Regions from separate parts of the Mus musculus genome. Here region 1 is linked to region 2. Evidence: chromatin contacts called from public promoter capture Hi-C data. All regions are on one chromosome and are shown on one strand. The core of a region is the stretch at or near the end of the contact, and the rest is flanking DNA. Distances in the headings are between cores, read along the strand shown. Region 1 holds the start of Mrgprf (MAS-related GPR, member F). Region 2 holds the start of Cdkn1c (cyclin-dependent kinase inhibitor 1C (P57)).

The links. Promoter capture Hi-C pulls out the DNA fragments that hold promoters and counts their contacts.
Region 1: a contact with region 2 is called in a promoter capture Hi-C map of stem cell-derived epiblast-like cells, with 4 times the contacts expected there. The contact joins the promoter of Mrgprf here to the promoter of Cdkn1c in region 2.

Annotation. Positions count from the first base shown.
Region 1 is chr7:145,296,153-145,303,077 of GRCm38.p6, forward strand. Mrgprf (MAS-related GPR, member F) reads left to right here and starts at 4,757. Exons shown (of 3, transcript NM_145379.2): 1 at 4,757-4,840.
Region 2 is chr7:143,459,749-143,467,181 of GRCm38.p6, forward strand. It overlaps Cdkn1c (cyclin-dependent kinase inhibitor 1C (P57)), which reads right to left and starts at 1,302. Exons shown (of 4, transcript NM_001161624.1): 1 at 1,105-1,302; 2 at 47-968. The coding sequence starts at 959. Gm33663 (a long non-coding RNA gene) reads right to left here and starts at 6,750. Exons shown (of 3, transcript XR_378640.3): 1 at 6,449-6,750; 2 at 5,890-5,935; 3 at 3,587-4,883.

The DNA.
Region 1 (6,925 bases), core at 3,507-6,006, 1.8 Mb after region 2:
AGGTTAGAATTATATACATTTGCTTTATGTTCAACCTTCCACTTACATTCCTCCATTTCTGGGTTCTCCACAGTTCTGTCCCCAGAGCCAACACTGTTGGGGTTTTCTGAGCCAAATGGAAATGATAATGAATTCTTAGGTGGATGGGAAGATGGATGGATGAATTTGTGTACAAGTAAATGGATTACTGCATGAATGAGTGGATTCATCCATGGATGGGCTGTGAAGAGATGGACGGGTGAGAGATGAGTGTGTTCCTGTGTGGATGGATGGATGCATGCATGGGTCAGTAGACAGGTGGGTGATAGATAGGTAGATAGACAGAGGATAAGTGGATGAGTGGGTGGGTGGACGGAAAAGAGATGTGTGTGTGGACAGATGATAGGTTTGGTGGGTTGAATAAGAAATGCCCCTGTAGGCTCAGTTATTTGAACACTTGGACCTCAGTTGGTAGCACTGTTTGGGAAGGGTTAGGAGATGCATGGTTTAAGGCTTCCTTTAATGTCCAGTTGCATTTTCTGCTTTGTGCTTGTATTTAAAGGTATTAAATTGTATTAAAGCTTCCTGCTCCTACCACCATGCCTTCTGCTTGCTACCATGCCTTCCCTTTCCACCATGATGGACCTAACATTAGCTTTGGGAACTGTAAGGCCAAATAAACTCCTCTGCTGTAAGTTGCCTTGGTTGTGGTGTCCTATCACAACAACAGAAAATTAAGAAATGCAGTAGTGTACAAATAGACAGAAGGATGAGAGACAAATGTATGGGTAGATGGATGGGTAAGTCCATGATACAAGGGTGGGTAGATGGACGAGTAGAAGAACAGATAAATGAAATGTTAGTGGGTGGATGGATGGGAAGATGGATGTATAAATGAATGGACAGGTGGGTGGGTGAATGGACAGACAGACAAACACACAGACAGACAAATGAACAAGTAAAAAAATGGTCTCCCACATGGAAAACAGGAGGTAAGAGAAGCTTCTGGATTTCCTGAGCTGCACTTCTCTTCACTCTCCGCAGCCAGCCTTGCTGCAGAAGGACATGCCACACCCTCTCAAACCCAGGAAAGCCAGAGTGACCTGGGAAAGAAGAACCCTGCTTCTTTATAGCAGGTTCACGTTCCTGGGTATCTATCTGCCTGACTATGGCTGGCCCCCTTGCCCATTCAACACACTCCAAGGACAGAGGCCTTAGCTATCTTGTTCATCCATCCAGTCCTGGTACCCAGGAGGTACTCCATAAGCACTCAGAGTGTGAAGGCAGTGTGGAGTGCTCTGCTGGGCTGCTAGCTGCAGAAGTGCTTGGGATAGCCGATCACACCCATCCTAACAGCCAGAAAGCAGGGCCAGTCATAACCACAGAAGCACACTGCGACATGCCTGTGCCTGAACTGGACTCCTGCCCCAGGACCCCTCAGCAAAGGAGGGGCCCATCCTGAGAGGGAAAAACATAGACAGCTAAATCCATCTGCATGAACACTTTGAGCAGGACAATTAAAAATAAATTTCCCACTAGGTGTGGTGTTGCACACCTATAATCCAAGCACCTAGTGGTATAGATAAAAATATTAAGAATTCAAGGCTAGTCTTGACTACACACACAGTTGAGGACAGCCTGGACTACATAAAACTCTATCTAAAAATTAACTAATTAAAAAATTTCCCTCTTCACTGGAAAGGGTCAGGAGACACCTGTGACAGGAGACAGCTTTCCAAACCATGTGGACAGAACATTAAGAACAAGGATGGCGGGGGCTGGTGAGATGGCTCAGTGGTTAAGAGCACCGACTGCTCTTCCAAAGATCCTGAGTTCAAATCCCAGCAACCACATGGTGGCTCATAACCATCTGAAATAAAATCTGATACTCTCTTCTGGAGTGTCTGAAGACAGCTACAGTGTACTTACATATAATAAATAAATAAATAAATAAATAAATAAATAAATAAATAAATAAATAAATATTTTTTAAAAAAGAACAAGGAAACACAGAAGTGGATGCTCACAGTCAGCTAATAAATGGATTACAGGGCTCCCAATGGAGGAGCTAGAGAAAGTAGCCAAGGAGCTAAAGGGATCTGCAACCCTATAGGCGGAACAACATTATGAACTAACCAGTACCCCGGAGCTCTTGACTCTAGCTGCATATATATCAAAAGATGGCCTAGTCGGCCATCACTGGAAAGAGAGGCCCATTGGACACGCAAACTTTATATGCCCCAGTACAGGGGAACGCCAGGGCCAAAAAGGGGGAGTGGGTGGGTAGGGGATTGGGGGTGGGTGGGTATGGGGGACTTTTGGTATAGCATTGGAAATGTAAATGAGCTAAATACCTAATAAAAAATGGAAAAAAAAAAGAACAAGGATGGCTCAGTGGGTAAAGGTGCTTGCCACCAAGTCTGATGACCTGAGTTCAGCCACTTGGATCCATATGGTAGAAGGAAAGGGCTGACTTTCTCAGTTGTCTTCTGACATCCACAGGTGTCCTGCAGCAATATAATATATTAATTATATTAATAAAAATACAATATATTTTTTAGAAAGAACAAAAGCCATGTCCCCCAGGCCCCATCTGTTCACCTCAAGTCTATCCTCAGAGTCCTGATTGAGTGAATGAATGATGCCAATCACTTGGCAACGGTGATTGGCTTGATGCCACTCAAGACCAGACATGAATTTTAGAGGTCCAGTAAGGGTAGTTCTCCCAGGCACCCAAGCCCCTGTTGCCACCCCCAAAAGAAACCTCCCAAAGTAAGATGTGATTTTCCAGGGTCTTTAATGCCTGGAGGCAGCCATAGGACACCCCCACACACATGGGGCAAGGTCCTCTCTACTGTCCCTGTGGGAACCTAACCTCTGGGCCTCCTCCCCACACAGCCTCAGACCCATTTCTGCAGGATGACACAGGTGATTGCTGTAAACTACTCGTCTGTGTCTTCCTCAGAACTCATGCTAAAATGGTCACCCCAAGGGGATAGTGACTAGGTTATAGACACTGAACCTTCCTGAAGGGGATGAATGAAAAGGACTCAGAGATCCTTGGTCCCTTGCTGTGAGGACTTGGCCAGCAGGTGTGTCTGTGATTCAGAGAATGGTGATGGTGCTTCTGCCAGGCTGTCCAGTCTGCAGAGCTCAGAGAAAGAATCTCCAGTGCTCATGAACATGGGCCATGGCCATAGCACCCCCAGTGGACAGGTCAGCAGCTTCAGGGACCCTGCAAACTCAGGGACCCGAAGACAAGCTCCCTTTAATAAGCACCTCTCTCTTGTTTTGTCAAAGAAACATATTTCCAAACCAAATAAGGCTGAGGACTCAGTAGCCTCTGCCCACTTCACACAATTCCTTTTAAGTGTCCAAGCGCAATTATACTTGGCCAGTGCTGGGCTTAGGCCTCCCCCCCCCCCCCCCGCCTCCCAGTGTAAACAAGTGGCCCAGCTGGGACACAGCTGCCTGCTCTGGTGGAGGAGGCAGGGTCACCATCCTTCCCTGCTGCCTGCCTAACCTCTCTCAGCCTCTAGAATCTCAGAAAAATCCCTATCCCCACACCCCGCCCCGCCTCCAAGTCCCAGGAAGCCAGCTGGCCTCAAACAGGCAACCATCCAAGGCTCCCTGATCTCAGGTTAGTTTGGTGCAAGGGACAGAGAGGTTTCTTCATGGGCAGAAGGAGGAGGCTCCAGCGCAGGTGCAAGAAGAGATCTATTTCTGGGCTCCCTGTAAGATGCCCACAAGGCACACCTCCCCCAATCTGGGCACTGTTCACTCCCATAGGAAAGTGTGGCATTCCCTCAGGCTTCTTGGGTCATGAGAAAGTTGGCCCAGGGCAGAAAAAGGCCTCAGCACCCCACCCTCATCGCCAACCCTCTGCTCCCTCCATACCCACCCAGGCTTGGGCTCCATGCCCTGGCCACTAACTTTTTCCAAGACCCCTTCTCGTGGGGGAGGGTGACTCATCTTCACTGAGGAGCACACGCACCAGGCATGGTTGCTCGCCAACTTCCCTGCTCAGCCCAAGTGAGCAAGGGCTGTGATTTTCCATTTGTGACATCTGATTGTTATTAGAGCTAGAGAGAAGGGAATTCCTGGTTCCACAGGCCCCAGGGGTCCCCCAGGAAGGTTCTGGGGTGGCAAGGGGGGTGGGTTGGTGCCATCTGGGTCATGTGGCCTTCTCTCTGACACTTCTCCCCCACTCTCCATAGAGTTCCCTCACCTGCTGCTTCTTGGCTTCTCTGTGCCAGTCCCTCAGTCAGTTCAAATAATGGAGAGAACATTCCCTATAACCTCCCCACGATCACCACCTGCCCTGAAATGCCCACTGGAAACAGGCTGAAGGCATCAAGCAAGTGACAACCCGGAGCTCCCTCTACTGGGGCAGCCCTCTGGAGCTGCAGGATACTAGATACTAACATCTGGACTCCCGCCCCAGTGCTCAGGCCAACGTGACGTCATCAGGCAGAGAGATGAGTTCCCAGTGGGGATGGGGGAAAAGGCTCCTGAACTGGGCATTCCTTCCCCAAGCCTCATCACTGTTCAGCTCCTCCTCCTCCTCCTCCTCCTCCTCCTCCTCCTCCTCCTCCTCCTCCTCCTCCTCCTCTTTTTTCTCCTCCTCTAACTCTCCCCTCCCCCTTCTGCCTGGCCTGGAATTGGGTTTGGGGCGGGTTCTGTTTCCAAAGCCATCTCCAACAGGCAAGGCGGGTGAGGGCTCGTCCTCCCTCCACCCTGAGCCTGAATTTTCCGAGGCTCCAGGCAGTACTTGGCTAGCCTGCTGCCCGTGGGTCAGCAAACTCGGAGTCCCAGGAGAAGATCTCTACGAAGGGAACTCGGAGGATCAGGACAGCCACAGGTAGCACTCTGGGACCCAGGGACTAGGGGAGGGAGACCAGGGACAGGGGCTTCAGGATCAGGATCAGGGGCTGTAGGGTGAAGGCTGGACAGGGCAAGCAATTGAGATTGGCAGCCTCAAGGCAGGGAAATGGCCACTGCCATGACAGGCAGCTTGCAGAAGTCCCACCTCTCTGAGCACAGAGCCATGAAACCCTAGAGTGAAGCTGTTCCCATCTAGAAGACCTGTTCCACTCTTCCCACAGGTCTGAGTATCCCAGGGATATAGGAGGCTTTAAGAGTCCCCCTCTTGTGTTGCATCTCCTGATCCCCTACTCAGATGACACCCTACCTCTACCTCTAGCCCCAAGACATCCTCCAATTCCAGCCCCCATCTTGTCCTCCTGAGGGTGGGGGCTCCCTATCCTTCCTTCAACCTTACATCCAAGCCGGGTTTCTGGAAGAGTTTGAAGGGAACACCCAGTGGGCGATGGTCCAAGTGCAGAGTTCTGGTTCTCATTGCTCAGGGATGCCGCTGGCCATGAGGACAGCAGTGGGCAACTCTGTTGGGGGCATTTGGGGACTAGCAACACAAGGTCAGACAACTGATAGTCTCAGCTTCTTCCCCTCCAGCCAGGTCTGGTGCTGGTGTTGGCTTCACATGAAGCTGTTTGCCAGAGAGTTCTGTTCCCCCTCAGAGAAAGTCTTCTGTCAAGTTGTGAGCAAAGGCTTGAGTCTTAGGCAGAAACACAGGCTTTCTGTGTATCCCGGACAGCAGCAGACTGGCCAATGCCCAGGCCGGGTCATAGCTAAGGCATGAGGAGAGAGACTGGGGTATGGTGTAGTAGAAGTGAAATGACCAAGACAGCTCCCTTAGGGCTGGTCTGTCCAACTGTCAATCTAAGAAGGTAAACAGGTGGCCCACTATCGGTTTGGAGGGGAGGAGCCAGGGGTGCAGACATGGGAGCCTTTTCCATGGGCTTTAGTGAAGTGGGTTCTGTCATGGCTCAGATCCTGCCCAGAGCACACACATCCCCATACACACATCCTCATACACGTCTCTCTCTCTCTCACACACACACACACACACACACACACACACACACACACACACACACACACACACATCTTTAATATGGCCCATCTGGGGTCCACTTGGCTTCTGGATCTCTCTGTGTGAGTGAATAACTTTGCAAATAATCTGGAGTAGGACAGGGACCGTGGATAGAGACCAAACCAGTCATAGAGTTGACCTGGGAGCATATTCATCTGTCCCACGGGGCATGTGTCTAGTTGGAGGTTCAGCCTGGTGGCATGAAAGGTCCCCTGAGTCAGGACATCACTGAGGGGGAAAGCTGGGAGTAGCAAGTATCAGAAAGAGTGGCATCAGTAGAGGATGCTGGGGGTGTAGGTACCTAGAAAACCTGGGCTTGCTTCCTTCTATAGCTACAAATGACGCCTGGTGGGAGGGGGCATACTTTGCAGCACCAGCAGTTTGCAACCTCTCTGCACAAACATCACTCATGCCTACGTATTCGGGACACCCAAGCAGGTCCCACAATGAGCCACTCTTAGTCGGTGTACACCAGAAGGAGCAAACAGGTAGCGGGTGGAGGGGGTAGATAGCCAGGGCGGAAATGGGCTCTGTACACTGGTTAGGAGCGTGTCTGTGGGCCTAGGAACACCATCCAATAGAAATGAAGGGTTGGGGTGTGGCTTAAGTCCCCAACATCCTCCCACCCCCGCCCCTCCAGCCGAATGAGGCCTGGAGTTAAGGAGGGGGCGTGACACTTGCGCTGACCGGACAGCCAATGGGTGGACGCAGCTGCCAGGGCCACATATCCAGGAGGAGGCAAGGGCCATGCTCGTGGCGGCTGGGGATCCGCCCTTCTTGAGGAAGGAATTTCTGAGGAGTGGAGCAGTGTGCTGCCCACGTCCCTGTTCAGGGAGAGGAGGGTCTGGCAGCCTGTAGCCAGGCCGTGTCCTGAGTCACAGCTTCAGACCTCCCACTTGCTCTATGTGCAGGCAGAAAGCAGGCCGCGGATGGGGCTCAATTCCAAGGAGACCCAGGGTGGATATATTAATGAGCTGTTGCCTGCTAGGGTGG
Region 2 (7,433 bases), core at 52-2,551:
CGGGGCTCACCGGAGATGAGAGGCCCCGACAGCTTCTTGATCGCACCGTTCGCATTGGCCGCAGCAGTCCCGGGTGCAGGACGTCCTGGAATCCCCGAGAGAGGCTGGTCCTTCAGCTCCTGGCCGCGCTGCTCTTGATTCTCGTCCTGCTCCTCGACCGGCTCCCCATTCTGCTCCTCGACCGGCTCCGCACCCTGCTCCTCGACCGGCTCCGCGCCCTGCTCCTCCTCCGGCTCCTCGTCCTTCTCCTCGACCGGCTCTGCGCCCTGCTCCTCGCCCTGCTCAGAGACCGGCTCAGTTCCCAGCTCATCACCCGGCTCAGCACCCGACTCCTCGCCCTGCTCAGAGACCTGCTCAGGGACCTGTTCCTCGCCGTCCCGAGTCGCCACGTCCGGGTTCGCGTCCGGGATCGGGTCCGGAGTCGGGTCGGAGGTCGCGACCAGGGTCACCTCCGGAATTGGGTCTGAGGTCAGATCTGAAGCCGGGGCCGGGGTCGCGGGTGGGGTGGGCTCCGCGACCACGGCCGAGGCTGGGGCGCTGGGCGGCTGCTCAGGCGCCTCCTCTAGGCCGTCGGGGGCCTCGCCAGCCGGCGGCCCAGAACGCGGGATGACAGCCACGGCCACCGGGGGTGGCCGGGGCCCCAGCTGCAGGCGACAGCGCCCCACCTGCACCGTCTCGCGGTAGAAGGCGGGCACAGACTCGCTGTCCACCTCCATCCACTGCAGACGACCAGGGCCTCGAAGAGGCACATCCTGCTGGAAGTTGAAGTCCCAGCGGTTCTGGTCCTCGGCGTTCAGCTCGGCCAGGCGCATCCGCAGCTCGCGGCCCAGCTCCTCGTGGTCTACAGGCCCGAAGAGGCTGCGGCAGGCGCTGCTACGCGCTATCACTGGGAAGGTATCGCTGGAGGCCAAGCGTTCCATCGCTGTTCTGCTGCGGAGGTACACGTCGGACATGCCCATGGTCGAAGGCTGTGCAAACGCGGGCAGCGAGAAAGAAGGGAACGGGAGGAGAAGGAAGAGGGGAGAGGAGGAGGGCGGAGGCTGGGCGTGGGTGAGACCCCTTGCACAGCCCGCGTCCGCCTCTGCCTAAGGACGCAGCGGCTACCTGGCTGATTGGTGATGGACGGCTCCTGCGTCTGGATCGCTTGTCCTGTCCAGCTTGGGCCGCGCCCCCTCGGAGCTTGCCTGCCTGTTCGCTTGCTCTCAGTCGGGCCTAGCCGGCACCCCTCGAGCACAGCGCACTCGGCCTGTGGAACGCCCAGCCCGCTGCGCCCCTTTATACGCGCTGGCCCCACCCCCGCGCGCGCGGGCCTCCTCACGATTAGCATAATGTAGTATTTTCAGTTTCAACAACACCGCGGCGATTGGAGGGTGCAGCCCGCCCCGCCCACAGAGGCCCTGCCCCCGCGCCACGCTCATTGGCTGCGCGCACACACCCCCGGGGCCGGGCGGGGCGGGTGACGGGCGGGCGCTGATTGGCGGCCGCACGGCGAGCGGGCTGCGCGGGACAAGGGGCGGGGCTCGAGTTAAAGAGCTCTGCGGGCGGTAACGTGACACCGCGACGCCCCTCCCCCTCGCCCCATCCCCCCCCCCGCCCCCCGCGGGCTCCTTTGTCTGCAGGCGGGGGCTCGCGCAGCCGCGACGCGCGCGCCCCCTCGGACCATGGAGCTGGGCACAGCCCCTCGGCGATGCCGACGTCGGTGAAGGTCCCTCGGTCCCCGCAGCCCGCGCTAGCCCTAGGACTGCACCAACTGATTAGGGCTTTAACCTACTACTACCAGCTGGGTCCTGGTCCTGGCAGTACCGTGGCTGGATCCACCCTCTACACCCAGGCCTAAGTATCTGCCTTCGAGGCATCTGCACACCTGCTGGCCCTAAGACCCTCTATCACGGAGTTAGAGACAGGGGTCACATCCATTCTTTTCCTGAGGAACAATACTGTAGAGATCTAAAAGATCTGTAGCCTGGTCTATAATAGGCCCACCTACCCGGGAGATGAGACACAAGTTGGGCCCATCCTAGCCTGTACCTACATCACTGATAGATGCCTAGGACCTTAGGTTTGGGTCAGGCCATATTCGACCCCCAGTTCTGCCTACCTTAGTTGGCTGGAAGTAGTTATGCTAGAAAAGAGAGAATGACCCCTCCTCCACAGCAGTGCCTCTTGGTGGGGCCCTGAATACTCACACAAACACACCCGACATGGCCTGACAGAGCCCCCCCCCCGCCCCCCGCCCCTGCTGCCTCCGCTACCGCCGCCAAAAGGAGTTCATTATTTAGGGCAGGGAGTCGAGAAGGTGACTCAGGCATGTGCCAGGAGCTGGCCCCCTCCCCCCGCCCTGGGGAACCAGGACTTCCGGACATACTTGAAAGGCCCTGCAGAGCCCCAAGCTCTCAGCTCCCAGCAGAGATGCCTGTGAGACTTTTGAGACAGAACCCTATTTACAGGGTTAGGTAAGTTGGGCCAACCCGGGAGTCAAGTCAAACCCTGAAGCCAGGGGCCAGACTGTCCTGGAACAGGTGAGAGACGGGGTTTGGAAGCTGCTCTGGTGGAGAGACCAGAGCCTGTGACCTGTAAGGATTTCTTTTTCTCGGTACACCATATTACAAATCTCTCAGGGCATTGGTATGTCACAGTAATTTTCTTGAGTAAAATAAAACTAATGAGGGCTTTCAAGGGGCCTCATGAACCCCTCATTCACTAAAAGCTAAAATCCACTAGCCCAGGGCAGGAAGGAGGCAGGGCTTTGTTCTGTCCCTGTGTCAAAGCCACATGGGCCTCTTCAGAGACCCTGGTCACAGGACCACACTCCACACTTATTTGTGACCACCTGGCCTCCAGGGTCTCCCCAACAGTCCAAATATCCAGGCTGCAGCTGTCGAGGCTAGAGAAGGTCCACCCTGCCCACAACCTAGGCCAAAGCTGCTGAGAGGACTGACTGAACGTGCTCCCTGGGGTGTGGAGCTACTGGGCCCTATTTGTTGGGAGAAGCAGTCTAGACAGCCAGATAGATCATCTGTGCTGCAGGCTGCCTCACTGGGCATCCCTACCCCAGGATGCTTGCATCACTTGCTTTCTCCTTTCATATTCCCGTTTCATCTGCTTGTTTGTCCGTCTCCACACAGGTTAAAGTGAGCCCTCCACAAGTCTGTAACGGTGAAGTTCCATCAATGCTAGCTAGCATCAACAGACCTGGTAAGCACACTGCTTCCAGAAGCAGGGTTAAGTTCCCCATCTAGCCCTCCAACCCAAGGGACCTGTAGGTAAGTAAACATTTGTCTGGCTACAAGAATCGTCTTCTATTTTTGACATTAAAAATACATCCAAAGGAAACAAGAACATTTTTTTTAACTGTGTTGCTGCGGAGAGTTGGGGGATGGAGCGCTGGTCTGGTGCCCTGGCTCATCAGACGCAAGTTTCCTGACTTCTTTCTTGTGTGGTGTGAAGGGGTATAAGCCGTGGGACCTCGACCTTGGACCTGGTTAGCAAATGAGTCTCTCCCGAAATCTTCCCCCATACCCTTGGGCAGAATGGGTACTTCACCTCTTGCCTCTCCCAGAGCTCCCAGAAAGACCACACATCCAAAGACCATTTCTGCCACCAATTGTTGGCGATATTTCTGTGTGCACCCAATTACATTACAGCCATAGGAGCTCTTTTTCTATGTGCCCACCTGACTGGCCGAATGAGGAACAGAATGAGGGCTGTGGCAAGACTCGGGCACAGCCACGCTGCCAGTGATTGGACTACGAGATAAAATTTGAAAGCTGGAGGTGACTCAGTGGTATGGCACTTGAGATACTTCTCAAGTATGAACGCTGGCTCTGGGTTCCATCCCCAGGGCCGAAAACAAACGAATGAATGAATAGATAGATAGATAAATAAATTTTGTGTCCTAAATCGCTAAAATCCACGGCGCAGTTACTGACTGAAGCTAAAACACAACAGTAGGCAGGCGGACACTTCAGCAGTCTGTTGCGAGGAGGAAACGGGCTGCCTATATTAAAACCTTGCTGTGGCTCCTAGGCGATTAAGGCCAGCTTAACCTACACCCTCCAGCTCTTCGAACCAACTCCGAGATTTGATTAGTGAATCGTAACACAGGAAGCCTATTGGCCCCAGCCCTCCTGCCTTTTCATTCTTAGAGGAGCCTGGAGCAGCTAAGTCAGTTTAGTTTCCCAGAACGTCCCCGGATCGCACTCACAACAACCCGCATAGCTGGTCAGCTACGGGGACTCCAAGCACCCCCAAGGAAGCCGGGTGTTCAGGGTCTTCCAGCCCCTGGCCAGAACAGAGTCCGAGTCTAGGAGGCCTGTCCTTGGCTTCATGCTGCCCCCTGGTGGCCGACTTGAACATCACCAGTTTCTTGGCTGCCTCATGCCTCCCTTTCTTGCCTGCGTGGATGGCTCTCCTGGTCATCCCCACCCCTGACCCAGAGCCCCAGGTTCTGGGGCCTTCCCGGAGTAACCAAGTGTAGAGTTGAGACTTGTCTCCCCTCTGGCTCTTAAAGCTGCCTTCTCAGATTCTAAGACCCTGAGCTGTCATATCAGATAAATTAAGGCCTTGAAGAATTTTCCATGAAACCCTGAGCCACATGTCACCCATCCATCAAGGAAGGTGGAGAATGCAGTCCCAGGGTCAGGACTAGAGGGAGAAGGCCGAAGGGCTGGGTGACACACTTTCTTGCCTCTGGAGACTCCTGGAGGGTCATGGACAGAGAACAGTCCTCCCACAGCCCTTCTGGGGTCTCTTCATATGGGTGACAGGGGTCCAGCTGCCTTCCTGATAATGATGCACCTTCAAGAAATCCAAAAGTGTCTCCATCTTGTGCCTACTGTGGGCTCTGACCAGCATCTGATTTGATCCTGCTTTAATCTAACACCCTGGAGAGAGAGAACAGGGCAAAGACAAAGGCTCAGAGAGATTCAGCACCCTGCCTGAGATCACTCAGCAGTCAGAGTCACTGGTCTCTTAACTAACACTTGGACCAAGCCCTGGATGGAGTTTGACTCTGTTTGCGATGGCGGGAGCCCCTGGAATGTCCCCCCCCCCGTAGTCCCCCAAGTCTCCAACTCCTGCCCTGTTGGTTGGACTGGAGGCTCCGAGGGGTGTGTGCGGTTACAGAAGAACCCCGCCGCCCCAGCAGTAAGCAGCTCCCTGCGCGCACTTGGCGGGGCCCCAGGCGGGCGCAGGGCGAACGCCCTCCCGCACCAGTTCCCGCGCTCGGCTCGCCCCGCCCCCAGGACGGGCTGTTCTTGGGGCCGCTGCCAGACACGTCCTCCGCAGGTGCCGGCCTCTCTCCGGTGACGCGGCCACATGCGGCCCAGGCTCCGATTACAGGGCCTGCCTTGTACTCGGGGTCCGGGCTGGGGGTCCTCACTCCCCAGGAATGGGTGGGAGGGGCAGGGCAGGCCCTGCAGAGGGAGACTACGAACAAGGAACAGCCGCAGGCAGGAGCCGCCCCCAGACACGTGCGGCGGCCGCCTCGCCGCCGCCGCCGCGGTTTGGAGGCGGGGAGCCCGCGCCCAGTTGCATGACTTGACTGAGCCCAGGACCCAGTGTTCTAGAAGTCCAAGACCACTGGGCATCCCCGGATCCTGATGGCCGTCTCGGGCATGAGGGAGTCTAAAGGGCTGGTGCGAACCGAATTCAAACACTGGGCCAGCCCCAAGCTCCCAGCCTTCTTCCCTCTTTCCACAGACCGTGTTCAACGCCTGCTCCCCGGGTCCAGCGGCCCACTTCGCCAAGGAAATAAAAACGTAGATCTTTGTACTCCTGCATTCTCTTCCCCCATTCCCCTTTCTTGTTGGTGCTAGCAGGACACACAATCAGAACCTCCTGCCCACGAGGTGCACTCACAGGATCTCTAGGTCCCTCCAAGCCACCTACCTTTGGCCTAGCTTCCAATAGCTACAGTGTCAGGGGAGCCCAGGACCTGCTGAAGAGACTAGAGGATAGTAAGAGCTCACAGAAAGGAGGGTCTTCACCCTGCACGCACACGCGCACACACACACACACACACAGAGAGAGAGAGAGAGAGAGAGAGAGAGAGAGAGAGAGAGAGAGAGAAGAGAGAGAAGAGAGCGCCTCAGGAGTAAAGGGAGTTGCCAAAACTTTATTTTGAGACAGGCTTCTAGTGGACGGACCAGGCTGGCTTCAAACTCAATATGTCGCCAAGGATGGCCTCTTAGTTCTGATCCCTCTGCCTCCATCTCCTATTTGCTGGGTTTCAGATACACATCACCTGCCTGGTTTATGTAGTGCTGGGGACGACGTGTAAGCTAGGCAAGCACTGTAACAACTGAGCTGTGTCCCTAGACCACGAGACTTCTAGAATGGCAGTTGAACCCCTTAGTCCTGAAACATCCCTGCGAAGGAAGCAAGGCCAGAGAGGTGGAGTGACTGCTCAGGATCCCGCCATAAATGGAGTTTGAAAGAATATGCTCACCTGGGTCCTGAATGGTCAGGGCAAGGGGCGCTTCCTCTTTCTTCCTTCACACAGCTCCTACTACCCGCTTCAAGCCAGACCTCCCTGCGTTGTGTTTTAAAGAGAGCAGTTACCAGGCTCGAAGTTGGAACAACAGTGCCTGGAACAGCTCCATCTTCACAGTGTCTCCCCCAGGACCCCGTGCTGGGTGGGGTAAGGGGTCCTTCCCTATCTGGGCTGCTCAAGGCTGAGGCCAGAGTGGCTACCACAAGCTACAGCAGAGAGGCCGCCCGCCGCCCAAGACCAAGGCTGGAGTCATTCTGCCCCCTGGTGGTCAGAGACCACATTACAGTAGGAGTGCGTCACCCACCAGACCCCAACCCGGCTTGTAGAAAGCTGGTGCTGCACACCCACACAGCTGTGGCTCACACCTGAAGGCGACTTGACAGGGGTCTTGCTGTTCTGAGGCTGCATGCCCTCAAGACGATGCTTTTTCCCAATGGAGCCAGTTAGAATTGTTAAAAGCCTTGGTACTTGGGGAACCAGAGCTATGACTCACACCTTAGCCAAACTCGCCATTAGCTGGTGAGCCTGTCTTCTCCTCAGAGGCTGGTAAGTAGTAGGACAAAGGAAAAAAAGGCCAGTTACAGAGGCAAAGAGCTGAAGGTGTCCTGTGTGGTGGCACAAGCCATCAAATTCAGCACTTGGGAAGCAGATAGACACATGTTTGTGTGTTCAAACCCAGCCTGGTCTATATAGTGAGACCTTGGCGGGAGGGAGAAAGAGAGAGAGAAGGAGAGGGAGAAGAAGAGGGAGAGGAAGAGGGAGAGAGCAAAGAAAATGGGTCTGTCTACCATTCCGAGCCTTCCCCATCTCCATCCTTCCTTCCCATCCTCAACCCTCCTTTCTAGCCCCACCTGCTCTCTCACTACACACACACACACACACACACACACACACACACACACACACACCAACCTAGCCTGCCTCCAGTGCTTCTGGCTTG